Linked DNA regions of Sus scrofa: regions 2 and 3 are each linked to region 1. A link is a contact called in public HiChIP or PLAC-seq data. All regions are on one chromosome and are shown on one strand. The core of a region is the stretch at or near the end of the contact, and the rest is flanking DNA. Distances in the headings are between cores, read along the strand shown.

Region 1 (4,048 bases), core at 746-3,245:
ACACTTTCAACCTTTGGCCGGCTCCTTAACCCACTGTGCTGGGCCAGTGATCCTGTTGCACCACAATGGGAACTCCGGATAAAAAGATTTTTAAAAATTGCCTCAACAGAGTCCTAAATGCAATTTGACCCAATTTGACTTTAGAGGATTACCATATGCAAATGCAGAGTTTGAATTTTCCTTCAAGTCTGTAATTGCTCTCTGTAGCTTTTGAGGTTGAATTATTGAGACTTCTAGTGATCACTTATATCAACAAGGGTTGTTGAATAAAACCTTTCCCATGGTTTGAGTTCCTTGCAGTGAGGACACAGGTGAGGTTGGGGATGGGGTTGATAGAGAAGGGGAGATTTACCTGTATGAGACTACAGAAAGTTTAGAAAGACTCTTTTAAGCTCTTTTAGGAACTATGGCACAGGAACAAAAATCATGTTAGCAGGGTGTCTTAGCTCTGGCTGCTGTAACAAGTACCACAGGCAGGTTGTCTTTTTTTTTTTTTTTTTTTTTTTTTTTTGCTTTTTAGGGCTGTACTCGCAGCATATGGAGGTTCCCAGGCTAGGAGTCCAGTCAGAGCTACAGCTGCAGGCCTACACCACAGCCACAGCAATGCCAGATCCAAGCCACATCTGTGACCTACACCACAGCTCACAGCAACATTGGATCCTTAACCCACTAAGCAAGGCCAGGGATTGAACCCACAACCTCATGGTTCCTAGTTGTATTTGTTTCTGCTGTGCCACACCGGAACTCCTAAGTTGTCTTAAACATTAATTCTCTTGGTTCTGGGGGCCAGTAAGTCCAAGGTGAAGTTTCCAGCAGACCTTCTTTCTGGCTTGGAGACCACCACCCTCTGACTGTGTTCTCTTGTGGCCTGGGCTTGACTTGTGCCCTGAGGACAGAGATCCCTACTGCCTCTTCCTCTTCTCTCAGGGGCACTAATCCCTTCCTAGGGGGCCCACCTCCAAATAGCATTATGTCTGGGGTTAGGGCTTCAATGTGTGGATTTGGGGAAAACACGAACATTCAGTCCAAAACACATCAATATATGGATCTGCCCTGGTGTGCTTTTTAAGTGTAGTAGACTCAAGGCTTTCTGTCTCCTAGTATTCACCCTAGGTAGGGAGGTTGGCCTTTGCAGATCACAGTGAACTTCTGTTGGTTTGGTCACAGAGTTTGAGGCCATCTATTCCTATAGCCAGTCAGATTGGTCTGCTTCTGAATAACTTACTGTTCTCAAACCAACAACCAGAAACTCCTTTCTGGACACCAAGGAAGTAACCTGCTGTCCACCTGAACCTAACACGACATTGTAAATCACCTTCACTTCAGTTAATAAAACATTTAAAGGAAGGAAATAAAACCATTTCCAGTTGGAAAAGTTGCAGTTCGTCATTCATAAGAACGGTTTTGGTGGGTTTGTAGGCAAGCAAGGAAAAAGTTGATTTTGAAAGGTACAGATTCCCCCTCTGACACGGTAGTAATCTTAGCCTGACAGCGTTTAATAATCTTGTTAGACTTTAATTAAAAGCACAAGAGTTGGGGGAGGAGGTTTGTTTTTTCATGTCTCCTCCTTATCTGTCTTTCCCTTTTTCATCTTTCTCCTCACTTTTCTTCCTCTTTACTTCCATGTTTTCCCTACCCCTGCCCCCCTCTGCCTCCTCTTCATCATCCTTCAACATTGAAAATGTTTTTGGCTTGGCTAATCCCTCTGGATAGAAACCAAGCTGAGCAGGATATTGATTACCAAATATGGTGTTGCTGCTAAAGATGTTAGAGGAATGTGCCTTGTATTCTAAGCCTCCAGCCTCTGAATAAGCTGCCAAACAAATTAGGTCATTTTAACTCTTTTTTTTTTTTTTTTTAATAAGGAGCTGGAACTTTGATTTGGAACACGATGATGATGTTATTTTAGCTCAAACGGGGAGGAGGGGTACTGGGTAGTGGGAGCGACTCAGTTAAGCATGTTTTAGGACCTGAGTCATGAGGCCAGGTTGTGTAAGCTGCAAGCACGTGGCGTGGAGCCTGGGTCAACCCTGGCGAGTCAGTGAAAGAGCTGAGGCATGGAATTCAGATGTGCAGCCTCCTGCTCTGATTAGAAACTCCAGAGGTCCACCGTTACCCATGGCGCTAACGTTGATGTGAGCTCAGGGTTGGGAAGTCCCAGGAAGGATGATGGCATTAAGTGCCAGGGAGGACACCCCGAAATCCATCGCAGGTCATTGCTGTGTAGTTGGATGTGACAGAAATAGGCATGTCCCTCCACAGGGTACCTTTAAATGACGCCCGGGGAGTTCACTTGTCTCCCAACAAAGACGACAGCTCTTCAGATCCATATTTGGAAATATGTACTGTGTTGTGATATTAGCTTTGATAGAGTGAAAGGCTCTTAGTGGAAGTGGATGGATGCAAACATTGCCTCAGTAGGCTGCTCGCTCTTGTCCCCTGATACACATTTTCAGCGAGATGAGACTGAGGTTTCCCAAATTAAAAGAAAACTGGCTCTAGGGAGAGACCATGATGGAAGATAATATAACAAAGGGAATGTATATGTATGGATGACTTGGTCACTTTGCTCTACAGCAGAAATTGGCACAACATTATGAATCAACTAGACTCTAAAAAAGTTTAAAAAGCAAAAAACAAAAAAACAGACCAGTTAAAGAATTTCTGGACTGCCTCTTGTGGAGCAGCAGAAATGAATCTAGCTATTATCCATGAGGACTCGGGTTTGAACCCTTGCCTAACTCAGTGGATTAAGGATCCGGTGTTGCCATGAGTTGATGTGTAGGTCACAGACATGGCTTGGATCCTGCATTGCTGTGGCTGTGGTGTAGGCCAGCAGCTGCAGCTTCAATTTGACCCCTAGCCTGGGAACTTCTATATCTTGTGGGTGTCATGCTGAAAAGCAGGGGAAAAAAAGAAAGAATTTCTTCTTAGATGTCATACAGCTGGCACCCTCTTTTCAGTTTTTTGTCATTGGTTAGGCCTGCACAGAGGGTTCTTCTTCTTGTCCAACCTCACCTGTTTTGCTGCCTTCAATTGGTTTGTTCTTAGAAAGTGGAGAGATCTGGTTCACAAAGAAATTCCACCCACATCAGAACATCTGTGGGTCCCATGGCTCTCGTGCCCACTGAGGGGCCTCTCCTCCCTCTCCCCCCATCCCTTACTTCTCTTGCCATTAGCATCAAGTCACAGGCTCTTCCTCCCATCTTTGGAGCTGAGTTGTTCATCTAGGTCTACAGAGTAAGAGAGTCTTATTCATTTCTTGTGGAAATTGCTCTTTTTCTCCAAGATAAAAAAGAAAAAGAGAAAGAGAAAAGAAAGAAACAAACAGGCTTTAGGGCCCCTTATGGGCATGGGCTTGGACTGAGTACCTTTCAGAAATGTGTCTTCTTCCTTCCTCCACTCCCCCTCACTCCCTTTGCCAAATGCAATACGCATTCATTTCATGGAACTTGGAAAAGAGAGTTCCTGTTGTGTTTCAGCGGTGATGAACCAACTAGTAACCACGAGGACAAGAGTTCAATCCCTGGCCTCACTCAGTGGGTTAAGGATCCGGTGTTGCCTCGAGCTGTGGTGTAGGTTGCAGACACGGCTTGGATCCCTTGTTGCTGTGGCTGTGGTGTAGGCCAGTATCTGTAGCTCCAATTCAACCCCTAGCCTGGGAACTTCCATATGCTGTGGGTGCAGCCCTAAAAAAGCAAAATACAAAAACAACAAACAAAAAACTCTGTTTAGTTCTTGTCTACTTAGTAACTCAGAATACATGTTTCACCATTATGAAACTGCTCCAGTTAGAAAGGGATAGCACCTTTCCCCTCCAGAGGTAATGACTAAACTAAAGCATTACATTGTTTAGACTCAGTGTCAACAGTTGTCAAAGCCTTGCCTCTTAGGACTTGAGGTATTGGGCTTTCAGGTATGACATTGGGCCTTATGTTAATTCATTCTTATTGGCAGCCATTCATTTAGTTTTTTAACTGTGCTAGGAATTTCCTGGTCCAGTTTTAAAATTTGAACCTGAATGTTTTAGTCCCAAAAAAAAAAGAGT
Region 2 (4,048 bases), core at 1,036-3,535, 73 kb before region 1:
TAGTCTTTCTTTATAAGAGAAAAGCAAGTTGTATGTCTTGAGTCTCTGCTGTCCTGTGGAACATGGTATTTGAGAGCTGAAAGCAAAGAAGAGGCTTCATCGTGTATAATTCCTGAAGAGCACTTTTTCTAGCACATTTTTCAGATCTTATAGAGAACCAATTTTTTCTTTTTTGAACCAATTTTTTTCTTTTTTGTTTTTCATTTGGGAAGGGCCAAATAGCAAATGCAATAGCAAAGGCTTTTAATTCCCTACATCATAGCTCTGAAACTTCTCTAGCCTTTTTTCTTTTTTAATGGCCACACCTGCAGCATATGAAGGTTTCCACAGCTGTAATCTGTGCCGCACTGCCACAGCGCAGGATCCTTTAACCTACTGCCCCAGGAGTTCCCATCGCGGCTCAGTGGTTAACAAATCCAACTAGGAACCATGAGGTTGCAGGTTCGATCCCTGGTCTTGCTCAGTGGGTTAAGGATCCAGCGTTGCCGTGAGCTATGGCATAGGTCGCAGACGCGGTTCGGGTCCTGCGTTGCTGTGGCTCTGGCGTAGGCTGGCAGCTATAGCTCCGATTAGACCCCTAGCATGGGGACCTCCATATGCCATGGAAGCAGCCCTAGAAAAGGCAAAAAGACAAAAAAAAAAAAAAAAAAAAACCAAAAAAAAAAACCCTACTGCACAAAGAGGGGATTGAACCCACACCATAGTGGCCCGAGCCATGGCAGTTGGATTCTTAACCCACAGCTGGAACTCTGAGAACCATCTTAGTGAATTGAGTAATTTTTGATTCATTCCCCCAAAGTACATTAACAAAGTATATCCTCCCAGAGAAGAGGAATGCAGTAATGACAGCATTTTTAAATGACTGGTTAAATGTTGTCTGGAGAGACCAGTGTCTGATTTCCTGGTAGCTATCTATGTTACTAACTGGGGAGGGCAGAATAATGCAGTCACCCTTTTATCTGTGTGTGAGAATAAATGGATAGCTTTGACGGACATGGACTAAACACCGTGTTGTGCAGTTTCTCCTAAAGGCCAAAAGTTATATAGCCTCTGTCTCATCTTCATCTACTTTCTTTAGATATGGATGAAAGTTCCATGAATTTTAAAAACACCTCTTATATTTTGTCTGTTCCAAAAAGATACATTAAGTGTCTACTCTGTGATGGGCATTGGGCAAGCTTCTTAAATTTAAAGAAAAACAAGGCCCTTTTCTTAATGAAAATGATGAAAAGTGAAGCAGTTTATTGCACTGCAACAGGATAATTATTTGTGAGTATGATTTACTTTGCAGGGGCAGCACCTGTGGTACACGGAAGTTCCTGGGCCAGGGATGGAAGCCATACAATAGCATGACAGATGCCTGGTCCTTCGCCATTAGGCCACCAAGGAACTCCAATTTATTTTTAATATATAAGTTAAAGTGGTATGAAAATGAACAAGGCCTACTCCATTGACTCGCAGTCTTTCTTCTCTCGTTCAGTAATGGTACTTATCAGCATACTTCCTACTGATCATATGGGTCTGTTAAGAGTTTTAACATTTTTGATTTAACTCCCAAAGATCATTTTCTTTAGAAACAGTCTTTAGTTTGACAGATAATCGTATAGGTGTTTCAAGTGACTCTGATCAAAATGTAATGATGTTTCACTCCTTTATCTGATAAGATGTCCTGGGTCTTTGATTAGATGGAAGCCTGCAGACGCCTTAGCCCTGCATCTCATTTGTGTATGTGTGTGTGTATGTATGTGTATATATATATTTTTTTACTCTTAAGAAATCTTCACCAGGACCTCTGATGTGGTAATGACAGCACTGACTACAAAGGCAGTCATGACTTCTGATGTCCCTTGTGGACAGTGGGGCCAAGGGCTACTTAAATCCTTCCTGGAGTGAAGTGTTTTCCTTATCCGCTGAGGATGATTGCCTTAACTTGTGTCCTTACCTGTTTTGCCTTCCTGTCAACACAACCATTTCCTTAGTTCCTGTGACTGCAAAGACTACCTCCATAGAGGTAGCTATATGAAAAGACGATGGTGATATTAGAATTAGATAGGCGTCGTTAATAGTGTGAGAGTGCGGTATGCAAATTTATATGACTAATAGTTTAAGATCAGGGTAGCAGCTATTGTAATAAAACCGCATAAGGCTTCTGGCTCATTTGTAACTTAGCGGTAGTTTAAAATATTTTTATTATTTGTGGCTTTTTTCTTGTTAGAACAAGGTACAGACTAAAATGGGGAAAAAAATCCTTACACAATTGTTTTCTCTCTGGTTATATTGCAACATAGGAAAACAAGAAGAAGAAAACTCTTGAGCTTGGACATTCTGTGGACCCAAGAAAAATCATACAAGCTGTGAAGACAGCCTTTATTTGGAGAGCTCGATTTTTCTTGAGTCTTCTCATGTGGAATGTTCAGTAGAAATCCAGTGCAAGCTTAGGATGATGATGTCTTTCGCCTAAGAATAGACCCTTCTTTGAGTATAGAAAGCAGATAAGCTGTCCTACAGGATCCAAATAGCTAGCGGCCTCACCCCCACCCCACCCCCAAACTTGAATAACAACACAGCAATATAATTTTACCGTTTAAAACTTGGCTGACCCAAACATGAACTTTCAAAGAAAACAAGAGTCATTACTAAAAGAGATTCCATTTCTTTCCGGGGCCTAATTTAAGATGACTTTCCAGAACTTTGAAAAAACTTATTCTTCCAGTGGTCACTTAATTGTGAAACAAAATAAACACCACAAGGGAGGCAAGAGCGAGAGTTCTCCATGTTGGGATTCTAAAATCTCACTTTTGGGGGTGGTGGTGACCTTTTTTTTTTTTTTTTTTTTTCCTTTGTCTCCCTAGAATTGTCATGTTATTTGGAATGATTTATCAGGTTCCATGGGAAGATTATACTCTCCTGTGAATTTTAAGGGTGATGATTTATGAATAACTCTAATTCAGTAAGACTTCATTTCTTAAAATTTGCCCTGTTAAGCCTCTCATAATACTTCTCTATTCTGTGTGCTCTGGTTATTCAGAACCAGTGAGTGATGGTGTCAAGACTTTTTTTTTTTTTTTTTTTTTTTTGGTCTTATTAGGGCCACACCAGCAGCATGTGGAGGTTCCCAGGCTAGGGGTTGAATCAGAGCTGCAGCCGCTGGCCTACACCACAGCAATGCCAGATCTGAGCTGCATCTGCAGCCTACACCACAGCTCACGGCAATGCTGGATCCTTAACCCACTGAGCGAGACCAGGGATCAAACTTGTGTCCTTATGGATTCTAGTCAGATTAGTTTTCGCTGAGCCACAATGGCAACTCCACAGTCAGGACTCTTAAACCTGGACGGCCTGGCTTCTCAGCCCTTGTTGTTGCAGTGAGCCTACCATTTCTCAATGTGTATACCTTTCCAACCAGTTGGAAACGTCCTAGAGAAATGGGATTGGAAGTCACTTCTTAACATGGCACAGCAGAGAGTCACAGGCTTTACAGTGAGACAGGCCTGGGTTTCAAGCCAGACTTGAACATTGAGGCATTATCTTTGGGCAAAATGAATCTCATTGATCTCCTTGGTAAATCAGGGGTAATCATACCTGCCATTGCAGGATCGTGGGAATGATTACATGAGATAGTGTATGCATAGGAATGAGTCAATTAAGATACAATAGGAGTTTATTTCATGATAGCCGTTCTAATTATAATTGACTCATTGTCATTATTGACTTGACCTAGAACTCCCATGTTCTGATTTTTTGCCATTGTACATGTAAGCCTTGTCATTGTACATGTTATCTAAGTGATGATTTCCAAGAATGAGTTACTTCAAGAATAAAATATCTGAGAAGTCATGAATTTCATGTGGTCCCAAAGCAATGACTTCTATGAGGTGATTGAGCCCATATTTTGTTTGTGGTTTAATATAAATGAAAGTAAAATAAATAAATAAATGAATAAAGGAAAAAAACTGTAACGAGTCCTGCATCACCAGGTCATGTCACTTTTCTAAGCAGTAAAAGGAGGGAGCTGCATGCATTAGATGGTCTGTTAGTTACTTTCTAA
Region 3 (4,048 bases), core at 594-3,093, 69 kb after region 1:
GTTAGGTCTCAGCCCAAATAAGGTGGCAGATTTCATCCCTCTGAAGGGCCTATAAAGAAAGATGAGTCAGAACAAGAACAAGATTCCTGCTAAGGACAGAGAACCAGGCAGTTGGGCCTAGGAGGTTATTACCACATTTGGGTAAATAATCTGGTGCTCGGAACACACTTCTCAGTGCCCTCCAGAGGTGCAGGCGTGGGCCTCATCCGGGCTTCTCTGCCTGGACAGGCAGACTTACCAACAAGCACATGTTCTTCCACATCACACAGGGCAGCCAGCAGCTATCCTGCTAGTCCTGCAGCCTGCTTTCTAATTAGTCAGGTTTTCCTTCAGTCATGGTGCTGAATAACGATGCTCACAATATTCTAATTCATGGCACCACTCAGCAGCACTGTTTAAAATTGTTTTTGCCTTCCGCTCTCCTCTGTGGAATTGAAGGACCAATTAAAAGCTACCTATACAGTATTTTGGAAGCAGGTTAGTGATATATATATATATATATATATTTTTTTTTTAGAATCCAGTAAATCAACCCAGGCCTTAACCCCGCTAGGAAGCAACAAAAGTCAGTGTAAGGGCCTGTTGACCCAGGGAAGGATAACAGCAGCGTGGCCCTAGGGCGCAAGGTCCTGGGGCGTGGGGAACCAGTAGTGGGGAGAGTGTCTTCAGTCCCAGCCTTATTCACAGTGGGGCTCGCCAATTCCAGGGCCACTCACTGGTCCTAAGAGTGAAGGAGGCTTTTCTCTCCCCAGATCCCAAGTCAGAGGACACTGCTTCTGGAGACAGGCCTGGGCAGTGATGAGGATGTCTGGCCCCAAGGTGGGGCCTTCTGAGGGTGGGGGCTGGGATCCACACAAGAAACTCTGGGGGTGGGGTGGAGGTGGGGGTGGGGCGGCAGCGTTAGAATAGGGAGGATTTTCTGCCTACCTACTGAAGGCTGTTCCCTGGAGGCTTCATAGACTGAACCTTTTTACTAATAAGCTTTTTTATTACAAATGAATACTAGCATTTGTTTTCTTAAAAATCAAGCTGACAGGTATAAAATGAAAACCAAACCACTCTTACTAAAAACCTTAGTCATAGGATGCCCCACGTTTATTGGGATTTGGGTGGAAAGAAATATTCCTTACCTGACTTTTGGTAAAAATGAATAAATGTTAAGAGAAGCTCTTGGGGAAGAAATTATTAGTAAATAGGTCAAGTATGTGTCAATGGAATGGGGGGAAACAGGATTTTTTTTATTGCTGGCATAAACAGACTCTAATGCACCAACTTACGGCCTTGTGTCAGGCAAGAGCAGCCTGTCCTGTCTCCACATTGCTCCCCCACCCCCACTGCAGGCAGCCAGCACCTCGACCCCTGCCCAGTAGCTGCTGTCCCCAAGTACCAAGGGGCCACATTCTGTCTTCAAATGGGGACAGTTGTGACCTGTTTCAGACCAGACTTTATACACATTTTGTTCCCTTGTTTATCACGTCACATGCATGCCCTAGTTGACCCCCTTTTGGGAAAGGTTGTGAGGAGAGTCTGCCTCTCTCAACAGAGCCTAGCCCTCCCCCACCCCCCACAGTGCTCTCTTCCCGGATGTCTTCGCATTCTGTTTAAAATGTCCTTGTTAATACATTCCAGGGTTTGAACTCCGTTCCTAGCTAAACCCCTTTCCTTGTTTACAGGGACTGAAATAGCCACATTTTGACCTTCTGTTCGGTCTGGAACATCTGTGGCAGTGCACACGCATTCTTTTCCCATGTGAGAACTGCACTCACCCAGCACAGTTATGGAAAAGCTCAGGAAGCCATCGACTCACACCCCCTTCCCTGATCTTTTTCAGTCCCAAAGATCAGTCTTTGCACTCAGCCAAGACTGACCGGCCCTGTCCACCTTTCTCTGCTTGGAGGCCCAGAGTACCATGAAGTCAGGTGGGTGGCTTATGGGAGAGCTGGAGGCACCATCCCATGCCCGGGATCAGCTCTCTGGAGAGGCCGCCCTCAGGCCGGTGAGCAGGGCCCACATGGCCCCTGGGCACAGCCCCCCAAGCTCTCAGCCCAGCCCAGGTTTTATCCAGGCAGGCAATCCACATCGCTCTTGTTTCATTTGTCAAAGTGCCTGCATTTTTGCTACATGCAAGTGAGTAAGTTGGAGTAGAGGGAGGCAGAGATAGCCTTGAGGGAAAAATAATCAAGGTAATCCTTGAGAAAGCCCAGGTGTGGCCTGGACAGTGAGAGCTCCTTGTAAGAGCTGAGAGGAGAAAGCCCATAGGCTGAAGGGTCGAGAAAGGTCTGAGGAAGTGGGGTTTTCAACTGGGTTGTGAGGAATAGTAGGGTTTGCATGTTCTGAGTATCTCCTCACACAAGGGAGGAGGCAGGAATAGGGCCAGCATGTTCCTATGGATCATGACGAAGCTGAGGGTCTTGGGGAGGCACTGGAGATGTGAGCAAGGTCAAGGGAGATGCTTTAGGAGTCTCATCTTGCTGCCCAAAGCGTAATGCAGGGAGAGTCAAGAGGAAGCACAAAACAGGAGAAGCAAACCAAGGTCGTGACACCAGTGTCAGGAAGGTAGAGTGACCAGAGGGTGCAGATTCGTGTCAGGGACAGAGCCGTGGGAAGGGAAGCTGGAGAGTCTGGGTACAGAGGTGTTGCCTTTGAGGTGGTGGCAGAAACATCCAGGGCAAAGCTGATCAGAATGGGGAGAACAGCCTGGGATCTGTGGAACCACAAAGCAGCCAGAGCTGGTAACCTGCGCTTGCTCAGAGATAGCCTTTGATCCCTGCTCAGAGCAAGCAGGCCCAGCCGGCCTGGCCCTTCCTTACCCAGCCAGGGCCAGGGGGGACTGTACAGCCGTGTCCGTCCTTACCCAGATGGTCCAGCTGTGGAAGGTGGAGTGTTCCTCGCCTGCTCATGCAGTCCTTGAAGGTGGGGCAGCTTTGGTTTCAGGCCTTTGGTCACAGTGTGGAGTCACCACACCCAGTCTCAGCCACTTTCCAGGATGACCCTCCCAGGCCCTGCTCTGTAAGAGGCTGCTGGTGGCTGCCAGGTCTCTTAGGTTCCCAGAGCCCAGGAGCTGCCCGGTGCTGTCCCTGTTGAACTGTCCCAAAGTGGGAACTGCTGTTCCTCAGAAACTATTTCCCGGAATCAACGTACAGTTTGGGTTGCTGGTACGTGGCCAAATTTGAGATGACAGAGAACTTGTCACTCTAGGCCTGACAAGCCCAGGGTGTGGAGGAAGGAAACTGGCCTTGTCTCCTGTTCCCGAAGCTGGTTTCCCTCTTCTGTTGACAGAGACTGGGAGGGAGCTGGGGGAGCCACCTGTGGCAGCCAGAGGGCCACGGGCCAGACCTTTGTGGGGGCATGAGGCCAGAGCTTGTGAGTTCACTGGGGAACATCAGCTGCTACAGCCCCAAAGATAATGCCTGACCCCTTGGGAAGATGCCCCAAGTCTGGGCATGCTTAGTCCTGCCACCCGGCCAGGGCTGCTTCATGCCAGGCACACCTGGATTGGATCCTGGGAGCCTACAGCCCCACCCCTGCCAGGGAGAAGTCAGGGGGTAGCAGAAGAGATGGCACTTTCCAGAGGGAGTCCTCCTGCTGGTCCTGCTAAGGATCACAGGCCATGTGACCTGCACCAAAGATGGGGTGTGAGCGTTCCTGGCCCACTTAGATACATCATCTCCCATCCCCTCTGTGCTGGGCACCAGGGGAAGCAAAGGAGTCAAAGTGGGATCTTCAGAGTTCCTGTCATGGCTCAGCAGAAACGAATCTGACTAGTATCCATGAGGATGCAGGTTCGATCTCAGGCCTCACTCAGTGGGTTAAGGATCCGGCGTTGCCGTGAGCTGTGGGGTAGGTCGCAAGCGTGGCTCAGATCTGGCATTGCTGTGGCTGTGACATATGCTTGTGGCTACAGCTCCAATTCTACTCCAAGCCTGGGAACTTCCATATGCCACTGGTGCAGCCCTAAAAAGACAAAAAAAAAAACAAAAAAAACAAAAAAAAACCCCGCAGTGGGATTTTTCTCAAAGTGATCCTCCTGCTGGAAAAGTCATTTCAG

Evidence for each region. HiChIP or PLAC-seq counts read pairs in DNA pulled down with a chosen protein or histone mark.
Region 2: a contact with region 1 is called in an H3K27ac HiChIP or PLAC-seq map of skeletal muscle. The contact joins two enhancer-like sites. A contact is called at or near these places in 5 of 47 Hi-C or Micro-C datasets (embryonic fibroblasts, fetal heart ventricle, heart right ventricle and 1 more) and 1 of 2 datasets of contacts at active chromatin or transcription factors (skeletal muscle).
Region 3: an H3K27ac HiChIP or PLAC-seq map of skeletal muscle shows a contact between it and region 1. The contact joins two enhancer-like sites. A contact is called at or near these places in 5 of 47 Hi-C or Micro-C datasets (embryonic fibroblasts, heart right ventricle and liver) and 1 of 2 datasets of contacts at active chromatin or transcription factors (skeletal muscle).

Annotation. Positions count from the first base shown.
Region 1 is chr15:54,610,643-54,614,690 of Sscrofa11.1, reverse strand. All of the region lies in intron 4 of RBPMS (RNA-binding protein with multiple splicing), which reads left to right. Among named protein-coding and RNA genes, the nearest start is that of RBPMS, 110 kb to the left of the region's middle. Within about 2 kb of position 1,995, at least 39 of the 83 cell types and tissues checked have an H3K27ac peak or open chromatin away from gene starts, as enhancers often do. A contact at or near this core is called in liver and skeletal muscle, where this site is marked.
Region 2 is chr15:54,684,183-54,688,230 of Sscrofa11.1, reverse strand. The region is part of intron 1 of RBPMS (RNA-binding protein with multiple splicing); the gene reads left to right. Among named protein-coding and RNA genes, the nearest start is that of RBPMS, 39 kb to the left of the region's middle. Within about 2 kb of position 2,285, at least 3 of the 83 cell types and tissues checked have an H3K27ac peak or open chromatin away from gene starts, as enhancers often do. A contact at or near this core is called in liver, where this site is marked.
Region 3 is chr15:54,541,641-54,545,688 of Sscrofa11.1, reverse strand. The region is part of intron 8 of RBPMS (RNA-binding protein with multiple splicing); the gene reads left to right. Among named protein-coding and RNA genes, the nearest start is that of SMIM18, 78 kb to the right of the region's middle. Within about 2 kb of position 1,843, at least 28 of the 83 cell types and tissues checked have an H3K27ac peak or open chromatin away from gene starts, as enhancers often do. A contact at or near this core is called in liver and skeletal muscle, where this site is marked.